Linked DNA regions of Mus musculus: regions 2, 3 and 4 are each linked to region 1. The links are chromatin contacts, called in public HiChIP or PLAC-seq and promoter capture Hi-C maps. All regions are on one chromosome and are shown on one strand. Each heading gives the region's core, a stretch centred on a gene start, on an enhancer-like site or on the middle of the called end of the contact. The rest is flanking DNA. Distances are from core to core; before and after follow the strand shown. Region 1 holds the start of Nop9 (NOP9 nucleolar protein). Region 2 holds the start of Cdh24 (cadherin-like 24). Region 3 holds the start of Abhd4 (abhydrolase domain containing 4). Region 4 holds the start of 2410022M11Rik (RIKEN cDNA 2410022M11 gene).

Evidence for each region. Promoter capture Hi-C pulls out the DNA fragments that hold promoters and counts their contacts. HiChIP or PLAC-seq counts read pairs in DNA pulled down with a chosen protein or histone mark.
Region 2: a contact with region 1 is called in a promoter capture Hi-C map of liver, with 2.3 times the contacts expected there. The contact joins the promoter of Cdh24 here to the promoter of Nop9 in region 1. A contact is called at or near these places in 4 of 39 promoter capture datasets (hippocampal neurons, liver, neutrophils and 1 more).
Region 3: a contact with region 1 is called in a promoter capture Hi-C map of hippocampal neurons, with 2.6 times the contacts expected there. The contact joins the promoter of Abhd4 here to the promoter of Nop9 in region 1. A contact is called at or near these places in 3 of 39 promoter capture datasets (cranial neural crest, hippocampal neurons and pre-B cells).
Region 4: a contact with region 1 is called in a FOXA1 HiChIP or PLAC-seq map of pancreatic cancer cells. The contact joins the promoter of 2410022M11Rik here to the promoter of Nop9 in region 1. A contact is called at or near these places in 1 of 39 promoter capture datasets (liver) and 1 of 115 datasets of contacts at active chromatin or transcription factors (pancreatic cancer cells).

What each region holds. Positions count from the first base shown.
Region 1 is chr14:55,743,216-55,749,448 of GRCm38.p6, forward strand. It overlaps Nop9 (NOP9 nucleolar protein), which reads left to right and starts at 2,478. Exons shown (of 10, transcript NM_026403.3): 1 at 2,478-2,805; 2 at 2,946-3,395; 3 at 6,117-6,227. The coding sequence starts at 2,559. Dhrs1 (dehydrogenase/reductase (SDR family) member 1) reads right to left here and starts at 2,469. Exons shown (of 9, transcript NM_026819.3): 1 at 2,226-2,469; 2 at 1,703-1,873; 3 at 443-586; 4 at 239-318. The coding sequence starts at 1,852.
Region 2 is chr14:54,638,537-54,644,449 of GRCm38.p6, forward strand. It overlaps Cdh24 (cadherin-like 24), which reads right to left and starts at 2,828. Exons shown (of 12, transcript NM_199470.2): 1 at 2,685-2,828; 2 at 808-1,125; 3 at 335-629; 4 at 32-151. The coding sequence starts at 1,008. It overlaps Acin1 (apoptotic chromatin condensation inducer 1), which reads right to left. Exons shown (of 19, transcript NM_023190.3): 16 at 5,912-5,913; 17 at 5,405-5,729; 18 at 5,188-5,288; 19 at 3,625-4,512. The coding sequence ends at 4,192. It overlaps Mir6948 (microRNA 6948), which reads right to left and starts at 4,574; the gene lies at 4,513-4,574.
Region 3 is chr14:54,254,578-54,260,884 of GRCm38.p6, forward strand. Abhd4 (abhydrolase domain containing 4) reads left to right here and starts at 4,706. Exons shown (of 7, transcript NM_134076.3): 1 at 4,706-4,742. The coding sequence starts at 4,720.
Region 4 is chr14:56,810,502-56,817,017 of GRCm38.p6, forward strand. It overlaps 2410022M11Rik (RIKEN cDNA 2410022M11 gene), which reads left to right and starts at 1,488. Exons shown (of 1, transcript NR_152252.1): 1 at 1,488-3,398. It overlaps Zmym5 (zinc finger, MYM-type 5), which reads right to left and starts at 963. Exons shown (of 8, transcript NM_001253753.1): 1 at 833-963; 2 at 239-358.

The DNA.
Region 1 (6,233 bases), core at 1,228-3,727:
ACCTACACACCCCTATCACATATGCATGCTCACGTACACACGTGGGGGAAAAAAAAAGGTTATATTCTTAGGTGCAAACCCACAGGCATGGGACTTCTCCAGGAGTAAGTGGGACAAATGGAGTAGAACGGAGTTGAAAGAGATGGGGAAGCCAGAGGAGAAAGTCCTTATAGGAAAAGGCCCAGGCTCTGGGGCTACTAAACAAGAGGAGCCCAGGCTCTGGCAGTGAAGCACACACCTGAGTCCAACATTGTTTATGTCATCCCAAATGGAGGCAGGCACTTCCCAGAAAGACTTGTTGGTGGTGTTCAGGATTGCCTAGAAGACATAAGGGTGACTGATTGGCATGAAGGTATAAAGGGCTGGCTAATGGGACCACGAATGGAGATAAAGACTCAAGGGTGGATTTGGAATGTAGAGTTGGATCGAGTTAAAAGGTTACCTGGACGCCAGCATAGGCATTATTGACCAGAACATCTAGCCGCCCTTTCTGTTCCCGATCTACTTGCTCGAACAGGCTTTTCACTTCACTCTCCTGGCTTGAATCACACACCACGGGTACACACCGGCCCCCGAGGGACTGTGCCTGGAGAGGGACAGCGAGGATGAGTTCACAGCAGTGTCACTTTCCGAACTCCAGTGAAGTTTAGGAACTGAGAGCTCAGGACTCAGCCAACAGCTGGGACATGGCCATGCAATGGCTCCCTCTGGTGTCCGCTTTAGGAATTTCACCACAATGGCACCTCCCACAACAGAGCAAGGTACATTGGACTTCAGATTTAACATCCGCTTTCACTGAGGGCTACCATATGCAAGACCTTACTTTGTAATTATTCTGCTAATTCCAGGCAAGAGATGAGGCATGGCGTCCACTCTCAGACAGAAGTAACCATCCTCTTTGTCCTTTCCGACTCCCTTGCTGCTCACTTGGAATTCTTACTCAGCCTCTGCTCCTTCCCTCACTCAACCAATGCTCTGACTCCACAGTGAAAAACTAAAGCTATTAGGCATAAACTACTGCTACTTCCTATTTTGCCTTGCCTCTGAAAAATGTGACCCTCCCACCAGAGGAAGAAGAGTACCTATTCTCCAGGGGTGAGCCCAGGGTCCTGCTTCTGTCCTGCTCAAACTGCAGCAATGCCTCGCCTGACTTCAAGTCTTTTTCTTCAAGTCACTTCTTCACAATCCAGCCAGGGTGAACTATCTAAAACTTAAATCGTCTTCTAACTGGATCACCAATCTAAGCCAACTAAAGCCTAAGAGCTTTTTTGAGAGGGTCTTACTACATAGCTCAAGCTGACCTTCAACTTGAAATCTCCTGGCCCAATGTCTCCAGTGCTGGGTTATATAGGCATGCATGCCATGCCGGCTTTTTTCCTCCCCACAAGGTCTCACTCTGTAGCCGGTTTGGAACTCACTATGTAGACCTTGAAATCACAGAGAGGTTCTGGCTCCTGAGTGCTGGCATCAAAGGCATGCAAAACCCAATGCCAGGGAAGAGGAAAATTAGAGGAAGCCACCAGTACAATTTTTTTTTCTTTGCAAAACCTGAAACTCTCAAACAGAAAGATTTTTCTTCCCATTAAGCTCTCTTGGTAGAAAAAAAATCAATCCTAGATTATTATTTATGGTATTCAGTAAACATTGCGATTTGTTGGGGGGGGTATAGTAATCACAGTGATTAATTCAGGTGGTCACTTACCTCCTGGGCAGTAGCTCTAAGCGTATCCAGATGGCGGCCGGTAATGTAAACTGTGGCACCTGCTTTGCAAAGCTGTAAGGCAATGCCACGGCCAATACCCCTGGAGGCACCAGTTACCACACACACTTGGCCCTTCATAGGCGCTACCATGACTCACATCAAAGGGGATATCTGTGGAGGTAAAGAGTCGCTTTGAGGGAATCCTGTAGATTGTGTGCTGAATCCAGGTCTCTGTGAGGGCTAGACAAGTTTGGACTATTTTGAGGGGAGAGAAATTTGACAGAAGGATACCTGAGTCAAAGTCTCAGGCCAGGCTGTCCTTTTAGGAGAGTCCCAGGACTCTCCAGCGTTACACACAATACTATCACGAACCTCTGAGTGAAGCTGACTTGGTAGGGAATCTGGCAATGCAGCCTAACAGGGTATGGCCACGAAGAGTCCTGGGCTCTCTGGAGTTCTGGCTACCCGTCCAGACCCACGGAGAACCGCGAATCCCTGACCCCTGAAGTGGTCAGAGCCTTACCAGCAGCAGACGCAGCCTCTGGGTTTCTTTCTGCCCAGATCGCCAGATCTATAGTTTGAGAACTTTGATTCTTGCCACGTTGGAGTGCGTGCCTGGATGGAAGTCCGGGTGCGGATAACGATGATATGGAACCAGTCAAAGATAGCCCTGGAGTTCCAGGGTCAGACCCAGTGGGGTGGAGTCCGCAAATGGGGAAGGGCGACCTGCAGCCACGCCCATCATGCCCTCCCGCCCGCCCCGTCGCAGACTCATGACGTCCCCGTGCGTCCGGAGCGCGCCGGCGGTTGTGGGAGCTGCAACCGGGAAGCGTGAACGGCTGGTCCCAAAGCACGCATGGGGTTGGGGCCGCGTTCCGCTCACAAAGCGCGACGCCAGTTCTCGGGTGCCGGCCGGCGGGGACGCGCGGCCCGGGGTTCGGGACGTCCCCCTCCCGGCCGCGATGGTTATCCCCGGCTGCCGGCAGCCGCGCGTGCGGAGCAGGCCCCCGAGGCTCTCCCGCATCTGAGCCCGGAGGCTCTTGGATATTTCCGACGGGCGCTGTCAGCGCTAAAAGTGGCTCCCGACGCCGCCGAAGAACGAGGTAGGAGCAGCTAACGCCGTGGGTTAAGTGGAAAACCCACACGCCGAACTTTCAGGGGAGGTCTTGGCTAAGTGATGGGTAAGTCTTCTCCTCCTCTCAGCCTAACGGTTTATTTATGACCCCATTTTTTTTTTTTAAAGAGTTGATGGCGCGCAATATTTTGAAGGAAGTGGAGGCTCAGGCTCTAGCCTTGGCCACGAACAGGACTGGTAGCGAAATGCTGCAGGAGCTTTTGGGGTTCAGTCCTTTGAAACCCCTGTGTCGAGTGTGGGCCGCTCTGCGCCCCAACTTGCGCTTCGTGGCTTGTCATCGGTGTGGGGTCCACGTATTACAAAGTGCTTTGCTGCAGCTACCTCGATTGCTGAGGCGTCCTGCGGAGGCAGAGGAGGAGGAGGAGGAAGAGGAGGAGGGTGGTCCCTCGCAAACTCTGGAGGAGCTAGTCCTGGGACTAGCCGCTGAAGTGTGTGATGATTTTCTGTTCTTCTGTGGAGACACGCATGGCAGCTTCGTGGTCAGAACTCTGCTGCAGGTCTTGGGAGGTACTCTTTTGGAGTCCGAGAGAGGCAAGCCCCGTGGCTCCCAGTCGTCTGGTAAGTACTGTAAGAAAGGGAAGAGGGGTTGGTGAGCAGGAGTGGTCAGGAAGTTCCGAAGCCAGTAAACAGAAGAGTTCATCTTTGTGGTGAAACTTGACCGTAAAGAATCAGCAGACCCTTGGGGCAGAACCTGGAAGGCCAAAGTATAGTGTGCCTAGTAAGGATGGATACACTTGAATTCAAGGACCAACTATTACTAGCAGAGACACAGAGGGAGCAATGTGTTTCACATTTTTATTTCCACAACTCAGAGTAAGAATTTTTTTTTTTTTAAATACGTCTGGGCATGTGTACACACTCGAATGTGTGTGCCTTCTGGAGTGTTCTTGTGGAGGGGAGAAGACGACTTTGTGGGTGTCAGTTCTCCCCTTCCACCATGTGGGTTCTGGGTATTGAACTCAGGTTGTCAGGCTTAGTAGCAATCACTCTTATCATAACCTTCCCGGCTCCGATACTTTCTTTGGAGACAGAGTCTCCCAGATAGCCCTGCTGGCTTTTGACTTGGGTTGTAGCACAGGCTGGCCTTGATGCTCCTGCTCGCTCCTGCCTTCCAAGTGCTGGGATTGCAGGCTTGTGCTGCTACCATGCCTAACTAAACTGGCCTTGAACTCAGAGCTCCACCTGCCTCTGCCTCCCAAGTGCTAGGATTAAAGGTGTGCGCCACCACTTGGCGGCTGCTTTGTTTTTTGGGCAAGTTCTTACTGTGTAGCACATGCTGGTCTGAACTTACTATGTAAGCTTATGCTGGTGTCCAGTTTATTGACTTTCTGCCTCAGCCTCTCTAATACTGACATTACGGGCGTATGCCTTTCCACCTGGCTGGGAAGTTTGTTTCTAACCCTAATGTGATTTGTGTGTGGATGTTGGATCTAAGCAAAAGTTCAGAAAAAGATACCCTTACCCTTTCCACATGCTACCTCTTTTTCTGATATTTTCTTTCCTTTTAAATTTTATTCTCTATCTTAAAAAAAAAAAAAAAAAGCTAATTACTGATGGGAGCAGATGCAGAGACCTACAGTCAAACACTAGGGGGAACCTCGCAGAAGAGGGGGAAGAAGGATTCTAGGAGCCAGAGGGATTGAGGCCACCACAAATACATGACTCACAGAATCAACTACGCAGGCTCATAGGGGCTCACAGAGACTAAAGTAATAATCTCCGACCCTGGATAGATCTGAGCTGGGCCCTTTGCATATACATTATGGTTGTGCAGCTTGGACAACAGTGGGAGTGGGGAATATCTCTACCTCTTGCCTACACTGAGAGCACTTTTACTCCTCCTGAGTCTCCTCATCCAGTCTTGATGTGAGCATCTGTGCGGAGTCTTACTGTAATCCGTTATGCCATGTTTGATTGATATCCCTGGGAGGCCTGTTTGTTTTGTTTTTCGAAGGGAAACAGAAAGAGTGGATCTGGGGGAGAGGGAAGGTGGGGAGGTGGGAACTGGGTAGGAGTGGAGATAAAGGAATGGATAGGATGTAATGCATATAAAAAGATAAAAATTAAAATAAAAATGCTAATTGAGACCACTAACTTTGTTTCTTGTTATAGTCATAGAATGTAACCTACATTTAAAAATACTGAAGAGCTGGGCAGTGGTGGTGCACGCCTTTAATCCCAGCACTTGGGAGGAAGAGGCAGGTGGATTTCTGAGTTCGAGGTCAGCCTGGTCTACAGAGTGAGTTCTAGGACAGCCAGGGCTACACAGAGAAACCCTGTCTCAAAAAACAAAAACAAGCAAGCAAACAAACAAACAAAAGCAGAACTAAAAGTACTGGAAAACACACTTAGAGAGTATAAGTGAAGTCTGGTTTTGGTATACTATAAATCCTGGCTGAGAAATTTGAGCCCTGGACCATAGGGAAGGGAGTTTAAGATCCTTGGAGAAAAAAATGAAAGAATATTTTACTCCTCCACAAGAGGCACTCACCTGTCCTGCATCTCCAAGCTGAGCCCTTATTCTTCTGTGGTGCTTTCCTTCCTACTTGGGAAGAAATAATAGTCTTTAGCTTGGCTCATGTGCACCAAAGCTGTTTGCAGAAGCTTTCCCCTTCCCCCTGCTGCTTGAGGAATTTCCCCTTTCCCTGCCAATGTAAGCAAGTTCAATAGTTCAATACCACCCGGCCCCTTCCCCATCTGAGAGGACTGACCAAGAGAGCATGATGACCATAGCTGCCAGAGCAAGATTAGCTATTCTCAAAAATGAGCTATAACACAGATAACAGTCTTAGAAACCCTGCCTCAGTTTAAATTTCGAGATAAATCACAAGCCGCCCTGATCTTGCTAGGATTCCCTGTGAATAGCTGTGACTGACCCATAAGTTCAAAATGTATTACTGCTTTGCTGACCAAATCATAATAACCCACCATGGGGGCAGGCAAAGTGAGTCACTAGGCCAAAGGGTTACTTAGTCACTATACAAACCAACCAATGCCTGAAAAGGTTACTTGCTACACCAATGAAAATAAGACCACTACCCTGTTGCTTGTATCTGCCTCTTACAAAGGTATAAAAAAGTGTGTTCTTTGTTCTAGGTCTTTCTTCTTGCCTGCATGCTGGGAGGGGAGTCCCCAACATGTTGGAATAATAAAAATCCTCATGTAGTTTGCAGCGATGGCCGTCTCTGTAGTTTTTGTGAGCAAGAGGGTCTTTTGACGAACTCCAACACTTGGCTATCTGTAATCTCATTGTTGTTCATGTTCTTGGTCTTTCTTTAGAAACACAGAGGACTTCAGCTCGGGAATGTAAACCAACTGATTTTGAGGTTCCTAAAACCTTCTTGAATCGCCTTCAGGACCTGAGCGCCTGCTTTCTGAAGGACATTGCTGGTAAAA
Region 2 (5,913 bases), core at 1,578-4,077, 1.1 Mb before region 1:
TGCCCTGTGAGACTCTCAAGTTCATTCTTACCAGTCTGGGGGTCCACAGAGAAGAAAGGCAGCCCATCCAGCACCGTGTACACAAGTTTGGCACTGTTTCCATAGCTGGGATCGTCGGCATCGTGAGCAGTCACTTGGATTACAGACGTCCCTGCGGGAGAGCCCCATAACCCACTCAGCAGCAGCAAGGCCAGGAAAAGAAGAGTAGACTGAGGGACCCCGCATGTGAAGGAGGCTGAGTTAAAGGAGATGAATTCCAGGGTAGACAACCAAAGCAGATGGAGGAGTAAAAGAACCCCAGGTAAGCTAGGGCACCCAGAACTGGGGTGCTCACCAACATTGGACATCTCAGGCACGGTGGCATGGTAGGGCCCGAGGGGAAACACAGGCGGATTGTCATTGATGTCTTGCACTTTGATGATGAACTCCGATGGGGGTTCCAGGGGCCGGTTAGAGGCACGGTCCACAGCTTGGGCCAGCAGCACATATTGTGCCTTCTCTTCCCGATCCAGGCTCTTGGTCACATGGATATTGCCTGTGGCCTCATCAATCACAAACACAGTGCCTGCCCCCTCCCCGGTCAGCAGGTACTTGGTGCGGCCCTCACCCCGGTCAACATCTGAGTGCAGCTGCAAGAGTCAAGAGAAAGCGGCAGAAAGCTCCAAGTGCAGAGCACACGGGGTTAGAGCCTAGGTTTGGGTGGTACGTGAGGAATGCCAGGGGACCAAGGTCATTGCAGACTGATGAAGTTTCTGGGGCAGGGCCTAAGGGTCTGACAGACTCGTCACGGAGAGGGTTGATCCTTACCTTGCCAATAAGGACAGGCTCTGGACCAGAATATTCCTCAATGACAAAGAACTGGTTCCAGACCCAGCTCCTTCGGGTCCGCAGCAGTGTAGGACCCGAGTGTCCCCTGGACCCTGCCCAGGCTGGGACTGGAGCTGCCAGGCGCCCCATGCAGCCCCAGCCACCCAGCCAGGCCAGCAGGAGCCTCACAAGGCCCCACATGTTTGTAATCCAGCCAGGGCTCTTGTTCACTGGCCCCAGGTGCCGAGGCTGGGCAGGGCCAGGTGGCCCATGAGCTGGCTGGGGAAGACGCGTTGAGGCTACCCCATGGATCCACACCTGTAGGACAGGTAGCTGCTCAGGATCAAGGAAAGCCTGAATCGTACTCTTCTCCCGAATTAGATACCGAAGCCCAGCTCTCTAAGAAACCAGACACCCCACTGCCCAGAACCCAGTCCAAGACAGACAGCCTGAGCCTTCCTCCCAGGCTCTGCCTGGATCCACCTCCAGCCCCTCCAAGCCCATAAATCTCAGGTCGGCCAACTCTGGAAAGCTGTCAGGGAAAAGGAGAGGAGAATGCTGAAGGGACTTGGAATTTCAAATCTTGTTCCTTTTCTAGCCTGGGCACACAGCTAGGGGACTAGAAAAGGTAGATGGACCGACAGAAAGGGCTTAAAACTGAGAGGTTGGTATTCATCAACACACAGCCTTCCTTATCCAGAGGGTCAGGCTCAAAGACAAGGAGTGAGTGCAGCTTGAGTCGGGCTGGACTCAGGAAAGCCTCCCCTGCCCCTGAGGAACCCCACGTCTCCAGACTGTCTCCAGCCCATTCTGCCAGTCTCGGTCTTTAAGGGGAATTGGTCTAAGGGAACAGAGTGGGGCTACATCTGGAAGAATTGGGAACAGGGCTGCAGGCAGTGCAGGGGGACCAAGAGAGGTGAAGTGGAGGCTGACCCAGGGGCCAGAGACAGCGTGATTGAAGGCTTGGGGCCAAGAATCTGGGAGGGTCTGGCAGATGGGGAAGACCAGATGAGAAACAGACAGACCACGGAGAGAGAAGGGCAGCAAGAGAGAAAAGCAAAGACATCAGGGAAGCAGCCTGAGTGTCTGAAAGGCAGAGAGGAGTCCTGGGTACCAGGCTTGGGAACTGGTAGGGGCAGGTGAACCTTTCTCTCTCTCTCTCTCTCTCTCTCTCTCTCTCTCTCTCTCTCTCTCTCTCTCTCTCTCTCTCTCTCTCTCTCTCTCTCTCTCTCTCTCTCTGTGTGTGTGTGTATGTGTGTGTGTGTGTGAGATCAGGCCTCGGAACTTCATTCTGGTAGAGTAAGCTACTAGGAGCAGTAGAGGTAGGGAGGGGCTGCGGGAAAGGAGGTGGAGAGAGAGGACCCTTCCCATTTCTCTCCCTCCTCCTGAAGGGGCCCATGGTCAGGTAGCTGTGCCCCTCCTCCTTCCCCAGAGCAGACACACACCTGACAGGCCGTTTGCTCCCCAGAGAAAAGAAGCCAGAGGGCAGCAGGGGACCAGAGAGGTAGGCGGGACGAAGAGGAGAGAAGGAAGGAAACGGAGGAGTGGGGAAACAGGATAGCAGGAGGGAACGAGGAGAGGAGAGGAAAGGAGAGGGAGGTAATGAGAGAGAGGAAAGGAGAGCGGGAAAAGAGGAGAAAGGTAAAGGAAGAAAAAGGCAGAAGAGGTGGGAAGAGACAGGGCAAGAGGGAGAGAGAAGGGGCAGAGAGGCGGAAGGGTGAAGAAAAATCGGGAGGCAAAGGGAGAGAGGTGTGTGAGATGGGAGAGAGCAGAGCGCGGGAGAACCGAGCCGGCACGGCTCTCAGCCAGAGCGCACCGCAAGCTGCGGACCCCCCGCTGCCCCCGCGAGGATTCCCGACCCGGGCAGGCGCCCTTACCTGGCACTACCGAGGGGCCCGGGACCGCGAACAGCGCCCCGCCCGCCTCCGTCGCTGGCTCCCGGGGGCACAGCCCCAAGCCGATCCAAGCCGGCGCCGCGGCTCCGCTGCAGGTCTGAGCGGCCCCGGCGAGAACAAGGGAGCGAGACGGAGGGGGCGGGGGAAGGAGGCTCCGCCTGCCGAGGAGAGGCGGCTCGCGCGGGAGAGGAGAGCCCTGCCTCCGACCCTCCCCAGCCAGTCCCCGCCCCCGCGGCTCCCGGGCTGCTGGGCGCATACAGATGCGGGGCCCCTCCCGGGCCAGCCCGCAGCACGGCAAGGTACAGGGGTAGCACGGCTAGGCTATTATTCCCAGGGCCTGGCGGAGGAGACTCAACACGATCGGCCAGCACAGCACCTGCGGAGGCACACCGTGAGGCGGGGCGCTGGGAGAGCACTGCGGGAGACCCGGCTTCACGTTCTGGATTCGGGTGCGGCTGCGAGGCTACCGACTCAGGACCTTGTGCGGGTCACGACGGCGAGTTCAGTCAGCTAGGGTGAACTTCAGGATGGCAGGGGAAGCAGGAGTCTAGGGAGCTCGCCAGGGACAGGGGAAAGATAACGGTGGGCAGTGAGAACCTTTTTTGGGGAAGCTCTTTGCAAGATCTAAAGAGTGTGTGCACCCCCTGGTGGCAGTTGTGGGAAGCACCTTGAAGGGCGACCAAATGCCTAATTGTGCAGGGGGACCGGGAGGCCGACCCTGCCGGCTGTTGGGGTACTGCAAAAGAAACAGGCCACCCTATTTCCCAGAGTAAAAAGACATACAGCTTTGGACTGATTAGAGACAAAGTGGGGATGAAGGTTCCCGAGGAAGGCCGCTGCCCCAGAAGAACGCAGATGCCCACCGTCACAGCCATTCACCTTCCCCTTTCACCCAAACTCTTCCCAAGGAAAGGCACTCAAATGCTAGTCAAAACTAAGTCAGATTTTTATTTTTCCATAGACCACATCATTTAATAATAAAAAAAATAAAAATAAAAATTGAACAAAAGGAAAAGGTGGCTATAAAGTGGAACCAGCGGGCAAGAGACTGCAGGCCAGAGAACAGGGGACTGCAGGGGCCTGGGACTCAGGAGAGGCTGATTCAGCTCATAGGTGACCCAGTCCTGGCCCCAGCTGTCCCCAAAAGGCTGAGTACCAAGGGAGGCGGAACGCAGGATGGAGGGAAAATGAGCGTGGGACACTGGTTATTCCCACGTACGGCCACATCTTCCCTTCATAGCCTAGCTCTTCCCTCTCAGACTTAACAGGAAGAAAGGAGAGGGCCAAGTTCCAAGAGTTAGGTTGGGGAACAGGGAGATTGCCACTGCTCCATTTGATATGAGGGGACGTGTGGCAGTTATAGTTCAGCACTGAGCAATGGTGTGAGACCCTTGGTTCCAGGGTGGTGGTGACTGTACCTATCCCTCTGTGGCCTTTGACCTCCCAGGACCAAGTGGCAGGTACCTGCAGCTCTCTAGTGTTTTCTTGGCTAGCGGCGCCCACCCCGGTCCCGTACAGGTGTGCTTCGACTCCGGCTTCTGCTGTGGCGCTTGGTGTCTCTGCGATCCCTCTCCCTGCCTCGGTCTCGGTCTCGCTCCCTCTCCCGCTCTCGGTCACCCCTGTCCCGCTCTCTCTCCCTGTCCCTCTCTCTCTCCCTGCTGTGCTCCCTCCTCTTCTCCCGTTCTAGCTGCCGGTTCCGTTCCCGCTCAGCTTCCTTCTCCCGTTCCTTTTGTTCTTCTTCTTCTCGTTCTTTTCGCCGCTTCTCCCGCTCCTTGGCCCGTTCAGCTTGCTCTGCCTCCTTCTGAACAATCTGTGGTCAGACAGGAAGGACAGAGGCAGAGAAGTGTGTCACAGTCCTGTCTGAACTGATCCCAGGCTGTGCTTCTGGGGTCACTGTCAGTTTCTATTAACAGGAAAAGGGCAGACATGCAGGATGAGGTGCACCACCAACATCCTTAATGCATGGTAGGGCTGCTGGCACCAGTCTCTGATATGTCTCTAGCTTTCATCATGCTACACACACACAAAGCTGAGTAGCATTAAGCCTGAATTTCTCCCAGAAAGCCCTTGCCACAAAAGCCAGACAACTTAGTTCAGCCCTGGAGTCCATGGAGAGGTGGAAGCAGAACCACACCCACAGACCTGACCTCCACATGAGCAACATGGCAAGCGCATCCTTTCCTGTCCCCAACATACACACCAACACCACACGCAAGATTCTCATAGAAATGCCAACGTACAAGACGTTTATAACAAAGCTTTATAAGACACGCATTGCTTGGCTAACGAATCAAGCTCCAAGAAGCTTGGCTAACAGTTTCTCAAACCCACAAGCTCTAGTTCCTGCCTGGCGGCCACTTTCACCCTCTCCACAGCTCCCTCCTCTCTTCCTCTCCTAAGCCAATGCCAGGGCCTACACTGTGGGTCATGCTCATCTCCTGGGTGCAAAGACAGCTCCAGCTGCTGACAATGGGAGAGTACTCACTTGGCTCTCAGTCAGAGGGAGCCAATAGATGCAGGGAGCTGCCTTAGTCTTACGGAAGAGGTCATCCAGCAGCTTGGCAGGTGGCTCCTCCTGGGCTTTTTCTGAGGCGGGAGGAAGAGAACCAGATCTGAAACATAAAATCCTGACCCAACCCACCTGGGTCCCTGACCCTCCAGCCCAGAGACAGGCACATCCTGCCTTCCTCCCAGCTAAGTACCTTTCTTTTCACTCTTCTTTTCTTTAGATTTTGCTCGCTCTTTCCGGCGGCGGTCACGGGACCGTGATCGGGAGCGGGGTCCCTCTCGAACTTTGTCCCGATCCCATTCTCTCTCAGACCGAGTCCTCTCCCGGCGCTCCATTTCCCGTTCCCGTTCTGCCCATTGCTCTCGAACAGCCCTTTCCTGCTCCCGCTGCTCAGCCCGGGGGTGGGGCGGTGGCTGGACTGGGGGTGGGGGTGGGGGATGCAGGGGCCTTGGTGCTCCCTGTTCCTCTGCCTTAGTTTCAGATGGCCGATCTACCAAGAGTCCCCGGTGATAGTCCAGCTGTGGGCAGAGGGACAAGGACAGTTAAACTAGAGATTAAGATTACATCATTCCCAACAAGGGAGCCCAGGTACCAGCGGTAGAGAGAGGAAAACCCAAACTCTTAGCAACTGCAGGTTTGGTGAAGGTCGTCCCAGAATTGACCGCCTCGGCCCATTCCCTCCTTTTCTGAGGTGTCTCACCT
Region 3 (6,307 bases), core at 3,456-5,955, 1.5 Mb before region 1:
TAGTCACTTGTGCGTAGAGTGAAGGGTCAGGATCAGCAGCAAACTGACATTGTACAACAGGTATTGTTATAATATTCCTTGAATGGCTCCAAAGAGCATATTTGTTTCAACCTGATCCTCTGAATCATTTTATAGAAAAAGAATTGAAAGTTTGAGGTTTTAACAAGTACAATTAACTGCTTTTTAGCGTTTTAGCTGAAGAAAACTTAAGTTCTGCCTTCTGGTTTGCACTGCCATTACAAGTTCACAATAACCCGACCTTCTAAACCTAGTATCTCATCTTTCAGTTAAAAAGTCTACCCGCATAGAATCCGGTACTTCATTTCAGCGTTTAAGACACTTCCAACTGCCCTGCCTAACTAGTTGAGCAGCATTTCTAAACCCGCAACTGAACTACTGTCGCTTGTTATCTGTATTTAGCCCGGAAACACTTAGCGCCACAATCCAATAAGACGTAAATAGCCCTGCCCAGGTTCCAGTGAATCACTCGTGTCTTTGGAAAGCCTTAGTCTGTTAAAAGAGGTAAATCCATATTCACAAGAGAGAAGTTTGCACTCCTAGAAATGTAGCCTCTGTGCTCTTGTGTTACTGTAGAGTGGGTGGGATGTGGAAGGATAACCAGACGGGTTCCTACTCCACATAATATGAAATGCATCTGCAATTGAACCCTTCTCCCTGTCTCAGCACAAGTAGAACAGATTCCTCTGGTCGTCAACTTAAGGCCAAATGGGCTAACTGGCTGTTTCTAATTATCCAGTAATGAATTCTTCCAGAAGTTCCTGTGCCATCATCCCAGCACCTTCCAGAAGTGTCTTAGCCTTTGATCTTTGTCATTAACATCTTCATAGGAGTTCCCTAGGAAGACAGAATCAATGCAAGACATCACTTATTGAGACAAGCATACTCATTCTAAGACAAAGCCATTCTGAACTCCAGATTTTCTCAGCTACCTGAATTAACAATACGGAAAAGTTTTGTTTTGTGTTCAGTATATGAACATAACTAAACTCTCAATAGGGATTCATACGGTCATTGGTTTTGAGTAGTGTGAGTCAGAACATTACTATGTGTAAAAAGCTCATGTGCAGAGGGATAGTAGATAAAAGTTCAAGTTCCAGAGTCAGACAAAGAGGGTGTTAAACTTTGATTCTACATACTACTAATTACTTAACTTGAGACTGATCACTTAACATTTAATTCTTGCTTTCCTTCTTTGTGTTCTTTTTGACAAGGTTTCTTTATGTAGCCTCGCCTGGAAATTACTATGTATCCCAGAATGGATTCAAATTTGCAATCCTCCTGCCTCTGCTTACTGAGTGCTGAAATTTCAGGTATATGCCACTATGGTCTCATTTTCCATCTCCATGACATGGAAATAACAATACCTGAATCACAGCACTGTTTTCGTTGGGGTTAAATGAAATAATGTCAAACATTAAGCAGCAAAGTCCAGAGCCCATGATAAATGCCCAGAAGATGTTTGCACTTGCTAACAATTATTCATTCTGACATGAACGACCTCTGTTTCTCCAAATAATTAAAACTCGGCCATACTGCAAAGCTCCAATACTTTGGGCATGCAAAAGATGATGCTAGCACTGTAAATCTGATGACTGGCAAAGACACATTGGGTTTTAAGTCAAATCAGAAGTCAGAGAAGACCTTAGAGGCTTCATTACTAAGGTGCTCCACAATATAAGATATGGGAGAGTAGAGGGGGCATACTCTGTGATTCTTCCATTCTTTCTCCTAAGAAATTATATTATCAGCCCGGCAGTAGTGGTGCACGCCTTTAATCCCAGCACTTGGGAGGCAGAGGCAGGTGAATTCCTGAGTTGGAGGCCAGCCTGGTCTACAGAGTGAGTTCCAGGACAGCCAGGGCTACACAGATAAACCCTGTCTCAAAAAAAAAAAACAAAAACAAAACAAAACCAGAAAAAAAATAAAAAAAAGTACAGTACTTTATGTACTCTTTTTGTATCAAATCATGTATGTTTTAAAAGATATGTTTTTAAGATAGGATATATTCTTCCATATGTGTCTTGACTTCAAGATAAGAAGGGGAGAATACATTTTTCTCTCCAGAGGCCTGTCTAGAGTAGGTACCAAGAGTTCATTTCATTGTATATAATTCTAGAAGATCTACTCAATCCTGAGTTATATCAATTCTGGGAATACCTTAGGATAACTTTTGTTATAAAGAACATTTTCCATATACTTGAAATTCTTCCTTCTAAACAACTATGCTAACGCTTATTTGGAACATGTGGAGACAGAATACTAATGCTCTCTGCATATATGTTCTAGAATCTAAAGTCCTAATACCAGTCGCACCTGATCAGCCTTTCCCAAAAGGACCCACATTTTATAGGTTATCAGATTATGGGAGCTTTTGTTGTCCTAGAACTTAGTACTTCATTCTGTCAGCTACTTAGTACTTAGTACCCTCAGAATTTAGTACTTCATTCTTAGCACTTAATGCTTCATTCTGTCAGCCAGGCATGCTTACTAGCCTGCTTGTCCATGCATTCACCAAGTGCCAAGCACATACCTTGCTGTGGGCAGGGAGCAAAGCAGGGTGCTAAACAGACAAGACTCCCCCCTGAAACTTAATTTCTGGAGGAGGGGCAAATGAGTATGGATTATGCAAGAGCCTTTTAAAATGGTGTTCTGAGGAAAATAAACTAAAGTCATGTGGTGCCCTGATGATGGGGGTCTCTTTTAGAAGGAGGGAAGTTTGAACTAAGTTCTGACTACATAGTTGCCAGCTCTCCAAAACCAGCCTGGGGAGTCTGTGGGGGGGGACCACCAAAAAAGATGACTTCCTTTCTTTTTATCATTGGATTCTTTGTGTAACATAATGTTTGGCTTTGGACATAAGATACATCATTGTTAAAGTACATATGCTAAATCTTCTTTGAATTGCCTTAGTGAATTCTCACAAGCCACACACTCCAGAAGCAGCAGCAGCCAGACAAAATGACTTGCCCAAGATCAGGAAATAAATGACAAAGCTAAGAACTTGAACTTAACCCAGACTTCTGGCCATGGGTTCTATTTGTTTAACTAGTGTGTCTTCTGGAACACCAGCACCTTCAATGCAAAAAAAAAAAAAAAAAAAAAAAAAAAGCAGCTTTCTAGCCTCAAACCAAACTAACTGAATTAGATTCTGAGGATGGCAATCAGGAGGCTGCGTTGTTATCAAGCCTACCCAATGACTGTGTATAGTGAATTGTGGGACCACTGAGCTTGGCTAAAATCATGGATGGACATTTCTGAAAATTCCAGTTCTCTTCAACTTTAAACCCTTATAATGATCAGTTTAACATTGTGTTTCTGGAAAGAATAAATCTCAGGTTCTCTTCGGTCTTTCAAGAAGACCAAAGAAAAATACTGTAGGACTAGGAACATAGCTCCACTGCTAAAGTGCCTAGCTAGCAAGCAGAAAGCCCTGGGTTCGATCCACAATCCTGAATCAACAAGCCTGGCAGAATACCCTATAATCCCAGCACTCCAGAGATAGAAACAGGAGACTCGGAAGCACAGATCATCCTCAGATACACATCCAATGTGAGGCCAACCCAGGACACATACACCTTGACGTGTGTGTGTGTGTGTGTGTGTGTGTGTGTGTGTGTGTGTAAGAGAGAGAGAGAGAGAGAGAGAGAGAGTCCTCAGTAGATTCTTTCCCCTTAAGTATGATTAAACTACTGCAGTGGATAATCAGAAAGGGAGCGGCTCCAGGGATGCCACACCCCCTTTGCCATTTCAAGTGAATTCTGAAGCCAGCTTCAAGATGTGTCCCGCCTCTCTGCCGAGCCAGCCTGAAATGTGCTCAAAACTTCTGGGTTAAGTCACTTCACATCCCACATCCTTAATCTTATATCCACATACCTAATCACGCCCAGCCTTATGCGTTAGGCCTTTAACTGGCCCTCCTCTGGGAGGTCCACCGAATGGAAGGAAGCAGGATACTGCTACTTTTTCCTTGGAAAGTAGGTTGAGGCAAGACATCCCCAGAACAGAGAAATGCTTATGCTGACAGGTGTCACCCCTCATCTTAGAGCTGTGAATACAGGATGCCCCAAATACTACAGGGAGCCTACTTAGCTTTAAACTTTGCTGTCTAAAATTTAACTAGGCAGCATGCTTTTTGTATTTCTGGAACCGGGAAATCTTGGGTTACAATATCCGAGGCCCTTTTATAGGAAGCACCCTTATGACTCCACGGACATCTAAACCATTTCCATAGGACTACCAAGGCAGATGAAGCGTCTGTGACCTGAGATACAGAGGGAAGCTTGAGAACGTGAGCAAGAGGCAAAGCAGTTCCTTCACTCTTTAATTGAAGGAGGTGTGGAGGCGGGGCTGGTGGCATTCCAGTGAGGAACTTTGAGTTTTAAACTACCTGTCTTCCTGTCTCCCTCACTGTCCCCCAAAGGGATGTGATCCGGATTAAGGAGCCTACTTTTGTGGGACCGTAGTGTTCAGCCTGGACGCAGGCCAGAGGGAGCAAACAGAAGGAAGCACCCAACTGATTGCTGTCCATGTGCTGAGTCGGTTGGTCTGCCAACTTTGCCCGCTAGAACCCCGCTAGCGACCCAGGCCCCGCCTCCGGCCCCGCCCCCTTTGTTATCCGATACTTCCCTGGGTCAGCTGGTTCTGGCGTCGAGCGGAGGGATGGGCTGGCTCAGCTCGACCCGGCAGGGCTTGTTTACTATGGCTGATGATCTGGAGCAGCAGTGAGTTACTCCTGTCCGTTTCTCTTTCTGTCTCTATCTGTCCGGGCCAGGATCCGGGGACTGTCTGTAGTTGCGGACAGCTTCAGACTCCCCGCCTTTCCTTTCAGGTTGGCTTCCAGGGAGGGATGGGTTGCGCTCAGGAGCCCCGGGAGCGCTGAGAGATGAGAAGGCTGCGGAGCTGGGAGAGTGTTGAGGGTTAAGCTTGCGTTCAGCCTGGGGACTCTGACTTTCCACTAGTCTTCGCGATCGCCCCTCTGGTAGCCCAGTTAGATTAGTGGTAAAGCACGAGGAATAAGCTAGCTCTTCCCGATGCGGACGTGGTGCTTGTGGAGACTTGCCCGGAACTAAAGTCGTGGGTGTGAAAAGCCCTTGAAGGACAAGGCATGGGTAGGAGAAGTCTCCACTGCGATGGAATTAGTGTGGAACTGGCTTGCAAATTCCTTTAGCCCTTGGCCGCCTTTACGTTCTGCTTGCAATCCTAGTTGATAGTGTTCTTAATCATAAACACATGCTTACTGCCGTGGTTTCAGAAGTAGGTTTGTTAGATTGGGATGTGGTTACTGCTCGCCCAAGGCCATCAAGTTTGAGATGCCACCTGTGTGATGGTGGTCTAACAGGATCGGGAAAAAGTTGCTTAGAGGAGAATGACTCAGCTCCAAGGGTTTCACAGGAACAGGGCCTTCCCTTGACCTAATATTTGTCCTTTTGGATCTGCAGAACAACGAAATAACTTTGTATCAATAGTAAACAATCGTGTAAGGGACCTAAAAGAACTGCCCAAGAAGAGTATTGCTTTCTAAGAGGAAATTTATGGTGCCTACAGTGACTTGCGGGAAACGGCACTAGAGCCAAAGAAGACTCAGGTCATTCAGCTCCGTTTTACAAATAAAGCAACAGATGCGGATGCCCATAGAAATTCAGAGACTTGCTCAATGTTAAGAGGCTGCTTGCCTCACTCTCCCACCTCAGCTCTCACCTCCCTAATAGCACTGACACACAGTGTGACAGGCACTGTTGCCTTTTCTCTTTCTGGATTGTTTGTACAGAAGAAAGGCCAAGCTGTGCCCATAGCTCCCTGTCCCCCAACCCCCACCCCTTCCAGGCCTGTGTGGACTGCTGCCAGTGTTGCTGTCTCATAGGGAAGCATTTCTCTTGAGCTCTGCTGTCCAGAGTTAGAGATGTGTGGGGTTCGTTCAGGTGTCATGGTCTGACTTGTTATAGCCTACAATGCAAAGAGGAAGTCTCTCTTTTGAGACTGGCCAAGATCTGTGGTCTAGGTATTGGTGCTTCATCCAGCGAGTTCCCATGATACTCAGGGTGCCCATTGTGTATGCTATGAGTAGCTGGGATGGTTCCGCCAAGGATGCCATCATCTTCTCCTGCTCAAACCCACAAGCCCTTGCTGCAACCATCCTCTTACCTTCACCTAGGCAGAGTTCACAAAAAGAGAGAAAGCATGCAAGACAGGAAAGGTAGAACAAGAACTACATTTGTGGCAGGCACCTGTCAAGGTTCACTGTATGTCTGGACCTCAACCCCTTCCGTTCCTCACTTGTGGGTCTATA
Region 4 (6,516 bases), core at 238-2,737, 1.1 Mb after region 1:
CTAGTGGTTTAAGCAGGAAAGCTACGCAAAATGACTCACAATGGAGATGTTTTCCTTATTCCTGTCAAATCCTTCACCAAAGTAGCTTGAAGATCCTAGTATAAAAAGAAATTTACAAACAAACACCCAAAACACATACATACAGTGAACATCAACAGCTCCGAGGTAGCACCAAACCCTGAACGCCAAAGGAAATAAATAAGTCAAGGTGAAGTTATTCCCAAGCTGTTCTACCAACCTTCTCCAAATAAACAATAGATCAACTAAACGACAGCAGGCCAAGCTCATATGTTCTTTCCAGTTTCAGAATTATGAGTAGAGCGCGCAGCTGAGTCGAAGAGTAAACGCGTCCTCGAATCTAGAAAGGGATTCACATTTCTCCTAAGTAGTTACCACTCAAGTACAAATCCGACCCGGGAGAGGTTCAACAATTGGGTCCCATTTGCCGCAAGCACTTGATTAGGGCCTAACTCCTCAGTAGCCCGCGACAGGCACCAGGTCAGCCATTAGAAACTGGCTCAAATAAGATTAAAAGCTGCGACAGACCGACCCAAAAAAAAAAAAAAAGAGAGAGAGAGAAAACGCCGCGGGACGTAAGAGGACGCCCCTTAACACGGAAAACTTGGGGTGTCGGTTGAACAGACAGGGTGGGAGTGCGGCCCCCGGGCGGGAGGGCCAAAGGGCCCCTCCCCGACCCGCCCGCCCGCTCGCAGCACAGAAAGGAAAACACTCTTCGACCTCCGGCCGCTGCCGCCCGCACCCGGAGGCTCTCGCGCTCCCCGCCCCGCGGCCGCCTCACCCAGCCAGCCCTGCCGCGCCCGCGCTCCCTCACCCCTCCGGCCGCACGCGAAGCCGCCCTGGACATCAGCGCGGCCCCCAGCGCACCCTCAGGCCCCGACGCAGCAGCCGCGACACCGGCCGCCGCGGGCTGTTAAGCCCGGCTCGGTGGGAGGCTCCCGACGCTGCCCTCACCCATCTCCGCCTCCCCAGTCGCCCCCGCCTCCGCCTCCTCCTCCCGAGGCTGCGCTGCTCCCAGCCACCCCCACTCTCCGCGGCCCTCGACAGGAAAGACGGCGGGGAGAAGCCTCACCGGGTTCTGGCTGCAGCTCCGCGGAACGAACCTCCCCTCCCCCGGCCCACCCCCCTTCGGCGACACGCACAACTCCGCTCGGTCCAGTCCCGGCTTTAGCGCTGGTGAGGAGGAGGCAGAGGAGGCGGTGGCACGGCGGGGCCCGGGGAGGCCCCGCCCTCCGCACGCTCATTGGCTGATGGCGTGGGCGGCACGGAATGCCTCGGGCAGGCTCCATTGGCCCAGTCGGCCTTCTTTCAGGACCCTCCTCGGTGAGGTAGTCACGGCGGCTGTCCGTCAGACCTGGGCCACGCCCTCGGGCCTGCCGGCCCCCCCCCCCCCCCCCCCCGCCGCCAGCCCCGGGCTGGGCCGGCCCTCCCTCTCTTCCGCCCTCCCTCCGTGCCCCCGCCCCGCCCCCACTCGCGGGGTCTGCCCGGGTCAGGAGCCCGAGTGGCGCTGCCCGCAGTTCGGCTCGCGCTTCGGCCCTGGGGGCGGGCGATATTCGTCGAGGCTTCCGGTGGGCCCGGGATCGGGACACTGGGTCTCGGCCTCCAGACGGTCGCCACGGCCCTTTGCGACTCTGCTCGAGGAGAGACGCGGCCTCGATGTCCCGGCGTCCTCCCTGTCCAGGCCCCCAAGACCCCGGCGACTGGCGAGCCCGGCAATGCCTGCGGCGGACCGAGGGGGCGAGCCCGGCCGCGGCCGCAAGGGGACTGGTGCGCTGGCGGCCGTGCAGGCGCTTCCACCTTGCCTGGCCCGTGGGAAGGGTGTCCCACCTCCGCCATGGCTGCGGCGGGAGGAGACGTCGGCCTCCATTTTGTGGGATCTGTTGGGAGAACTTGGGGCCCATCAGAACCGAACCCGTGGGGACGAGAAACTTGGCCCGGAACGAGTCCGATCGCGCTCTACCATAGGCCTTGTCCTCGGCCGCCAAGAGTTTGCGCGCCGAGATTGCGGCGGGGCCACAGGACAGTGGTGACCCCAGACTGCCGCCGGGCAAGATGGAGCCCCGGGCTCCCTTAGCGGGCTCGCGCCCCTGGGACCTGGGCTGTCTGGCCTTGGCCGTCGGTGCCTGGCCGAGCACGCGCTCTCCGGCCTGCCCGGCGCCTGTCCTCCACGTTTGCCGGGCCTCGGGCCATCGCGTGCCCTTCGCTTCATCCTGGCTCCGTGGGCAGTGACCCTCTAATGGGAGTCCCACCGGACGCATTCGGAGCGGAGCCGCTGGAGGGCGGCACGAGGGTCTTTTGTTCCTCGTCTATACCCATGTCTTTGGCAGAAGACTTGGTGCCGGATTTCCAGGACTCCCTGTAACCTAAGAAATGCACCTCGCCCTGGTGTTTGTTAGCGGGATTACAACTGATGCTTTTAGGTTGGATTGAGGTTCTTGTTACATAATATGTGAAAATATATGACTCTTAACTGGACTTGGTGGCGCATGCTTTTAGTTCCAACACTTGCAGGCAGAGGCAGTTGGATATCTGTGAGTTCGAGGCCAGGTTGGTCTACAAAGTGGATTCCTGGACAGTCAGGGCTACACAGAAAAACCCTGAGTTGAAAAACCAAAAGAGCAAAAATATATATGAGTCTCTCTTTTAAGACAATGTCTAGCATAGTCTGGCCTGGAACTCTGTGATCTTTCTTCTGCCTTTGCCTCTCTCTTCCTCTGCCTCTGGAGCATTGGGATTGTAAGCATGTCACCACTGCTTTCTTGGTTTAGGCTTAGATATGATTTGAAAACAAAATCCCACACCTCATAGCACAGGAATGGAGTGCCAGTATTAAAGGCACAGAAGTAGCAGAATCAGTTCAAAGCTGACCCAGGATACATTAACTGCCTCAAAGAGAAAAAACAAAACAAAACCACAAAAACCAGGCAGCTGAGTGGAAGGCTATTAGATGGCTCAGAGGTTATGAGTGCTTCCTGCTCTTAAAGACTACCAGATTTGTACCTTCGTGGAGCAGTTTCCAACTGCCAGCAACTGCAGTTCCAGGAGATCCAAGCCCTTTTTTGGACAAGCTCTTCTGGCCTACCTACACACATAGATGTACAAATACATTCATGAGCACATATACATATCTCAGAGTTACAGAAACCGGAGTTTTTTTTTTCAATATTTAAAACGCACATCCCCTTTTTTTCTCTTCTGAAGTATGATAAAAGCATGCTCATTGGATGACAAACATATAACCCTAAGTCATGTTTCTTGTCCGTGGGTTGATTGGTGGGAGAGTTAAGTAAGCTTTTATATTACATAATGCTTTACTCTCTGGACGTTACCAACATCACCAGCATTTTATTTAAGTCTTCAATGGCTGAAAATAAATGTGTTAATCATAGTAACATTTCCACGACTGCTGAAGATGATAACCATCCCCCTTTCTCTTAAGCATTTGGAAATACAAAACTGTAGGTCCACTAAGTTGATTCACAAGGATTCTCTAGGTTTGGAGAGACTAAATGTTTTTAGGCTTGGTAGCTACAGGCCATATGTTTTCTGAAGCCCCATTTCCACAATTCTCTAATATTAGTACTGTTCAAAATTAAAACTTACCTGTTTCCCTTAGTAATGACAAGAATGAACGCTGTCCCTTTAGTGTGCTGCTGTGTTGAGTGTGTCAGTTTGATGCTGCTATGCAAGAGTTCCACATACCATAAATTAGAACTACAGTAGTTTATGTGGCTAGTGCTTTTAGAGGCTAGAATTTCAGTAGGGAGACACATCTGGTAAGGGACTCTGGAAGTATTGCAAGTGCTAGAAAACAAGGGCAGGAACAGAACACTCCAGTAACTCACACTCATAAAGGAGCCACTCCTGCAATAGATACTTAACTCTCAGAATTTCACCATATGTCCACCTAAAATGGTAGAATGCTTAAGACCCAGGTGTCTCTCAATGTGTCAATTCCCTTTGCAATCTCAGCAGCCAATAAGTAATATGGATTTTGGAAGGGACATTCAAAGTATAGAGTTTTGAAATTCTGGAACAAAGTTTACTCATTAATAATTGGTGCTTTCATAAATTTAATGTCAGAATTGTTCGAGCTGAGTCTGGTGGCTCTCCATGGCCAACACTCAGTAGGCAGAGGCAGGCATATTTCTGTGAGTTTGAGGATAACCTAGTCTATGCAGTGAGTCCCAGGCATACCCGAGCTACATAGTGAGACCCTGTCTCATAAAACAAACAAAAATAACAGAACTTTTTCTAAAGTTGTAACGATTCTGTGAGAGTAAACTCCAGAGCAGTGTGATGTAGCGACATCGGACTGAGCTTTGCAGTAGCAGACCTGTACTCAGCATCTGTTCAGAGCTGGGGATGATGACCTAGTGACTGTAACACCAGCACCTGGGACTGTGAAGCAGGAAGACTGTGAATTCAAGGCCTGCCTGGCTTCCATAGATCCTGTGTCAACAAAACAAAACGTTAAAAATGTATAAGTTTTTCAAAATAAGCCCCAGGCATAGTGATACAGCTTGTAACCCATATCTTTGAAGACAGAGGCAGGAAGCTGGAAGACTGAGCCCAAGTCTGCAAAATAATGAGATGTCTCAGAAATAAAATATTTTTCCTCAAGAAAATACTGAAATGTTACAAAAATTAAGAGACTAGTTAAGATAGGGCATACATTTTTTTGAAATTTTTTATTAGATATTCCAGAAGAAGTCAACTGAGGCAATATTGAAAATAATTACTGAGATTTTTCTAGAGGGCATGAAAGATACATTTCAGGATGGAAAAATATGTAAAGAATAGAGTAATTAAAAGCAAACCCTTTTTGGGACAGCCAGGATACATCAAGAGACCCTGTCTCAAGAACAACCTCCCAACAAATCTTTACAACTATGTCCAAATGGCCGACTATTAGAATGGTTGGAGAGATGGCTCAGCAATTAAGAGCACTGTCTGCTCTTCCAGAGGTCCTGAGTTCAATACCCAGCAACCACATGGTGGCCCCCAACCAACTGTAATGGGATCTGATGCTCTCTTCTGGGTGTTTGAAGACAGCTACAGTGTATTCACATACATACATAAATAAATAATTCTTAAAAAAAAAAAAAAAGACAGAGGAACAGGTTTATTTTATTTTGTTTTGGTTTTGAGTGGGGAAGTGATAGAATTGCAATCGTTACAAACTTTTCAGGGTTGGGAGTGATAAGCCATGACTGTAATCATAGCCCTTGTGAGGGCGGGGAAAGAACTTCAGGAAGTCCAGTTCATCCTTAGTCACAGAGTTCAAGGCCAGCCTGGGCTACATGAGACCCTGTGTCATCTCTAGAAAATAAAGAAAACCTCTGACTGTGACTGAGTATATCTATCTAATGGTGGATAAATCAGTTTACAAAGTGTGGTATACAATGCATCAATATGCACCCATAAGAAAGGGGCACTCTGACTGATGTGTTTATAAAAAGATAAAGAGAGAGGGAATATGTTCTATGGGGGTGTAGTCAGGTATGGTCGAAGGGGAGGTCTCAGCAGGCCCATGCTGAGGCATCCCTTCCCCCTGAGGGATCAGCCACAGGATGGTTACTATACCATATAGAATAGAGTTTATTCAGGGTATGGGGAGTGAGTTAAGAGGGTAGTAGAGGCAAAGAAAGGCAGAGAGAGAAAGAGTAGAGAAGTAGAGGCTGGCCATGAACATGTGGAGAGAGGAGGAAGGGAATGGGGAAGGAAGAGGGGAAGGGGAGAGCCCAAGAGGGCAAGAGAGCAAGAGTAAGAGAAGGAGGAGGAGGCAAGCAGCCCCCTTCATAGTGGGTCAGGTCAGGCCTAGGTAAAATTGTAGGGTGGAGTTTAGACAATGCTAACACTGACCCTGTTACAATGTACTGAAACTTGAAGATACTCCATGAAGTGAAATATGAATTACTGTAAAACCCAAGGAACCCTGTTTTTAAAGACACTCCATTTTGTGTGAAACTCCTCGAATCCCAGGAAGAAAATCACACCTGAGCAAAACATCCTGCGATACTCCCCCTCCTCCCTTTAGCAACAGCCAGGCTACAATAGCAGGACCAAGGTGCACAGAGATAATCTAAGACATCCTGCAGAGAATAGATAACCTAGCCATCCTGCTTGTCAGGTGGTTCTGCCCTTGGGTTCGGTTCCTGCAGATTACACCGGAAGTGTAGTTTTTCAAATATAACATGCTGACATGTATGGAATTTCCCCAAGTTTGCTGTAACCACAACAAAAACTCTGAACCCCTAGACTTGGGGCTGTCACTCTGACTTGCTGGGATGGTAGAGTCTGAAAGACTTTGCTTGGCAGCTCATAATAAACACCCTTATGGCCTTATGTGTCTGCATCATCAGGATTGGCTCTTCGGTGGGCTTTGGGTCCTGCAGCTTGGGCGTAACATTACAAAAGGACAACTACTGTACGGTTTCATCCTTATAGGGTATTTAAAGTACCTGGAGGTAGGAACGGGTGTAAATAGAAATCAAC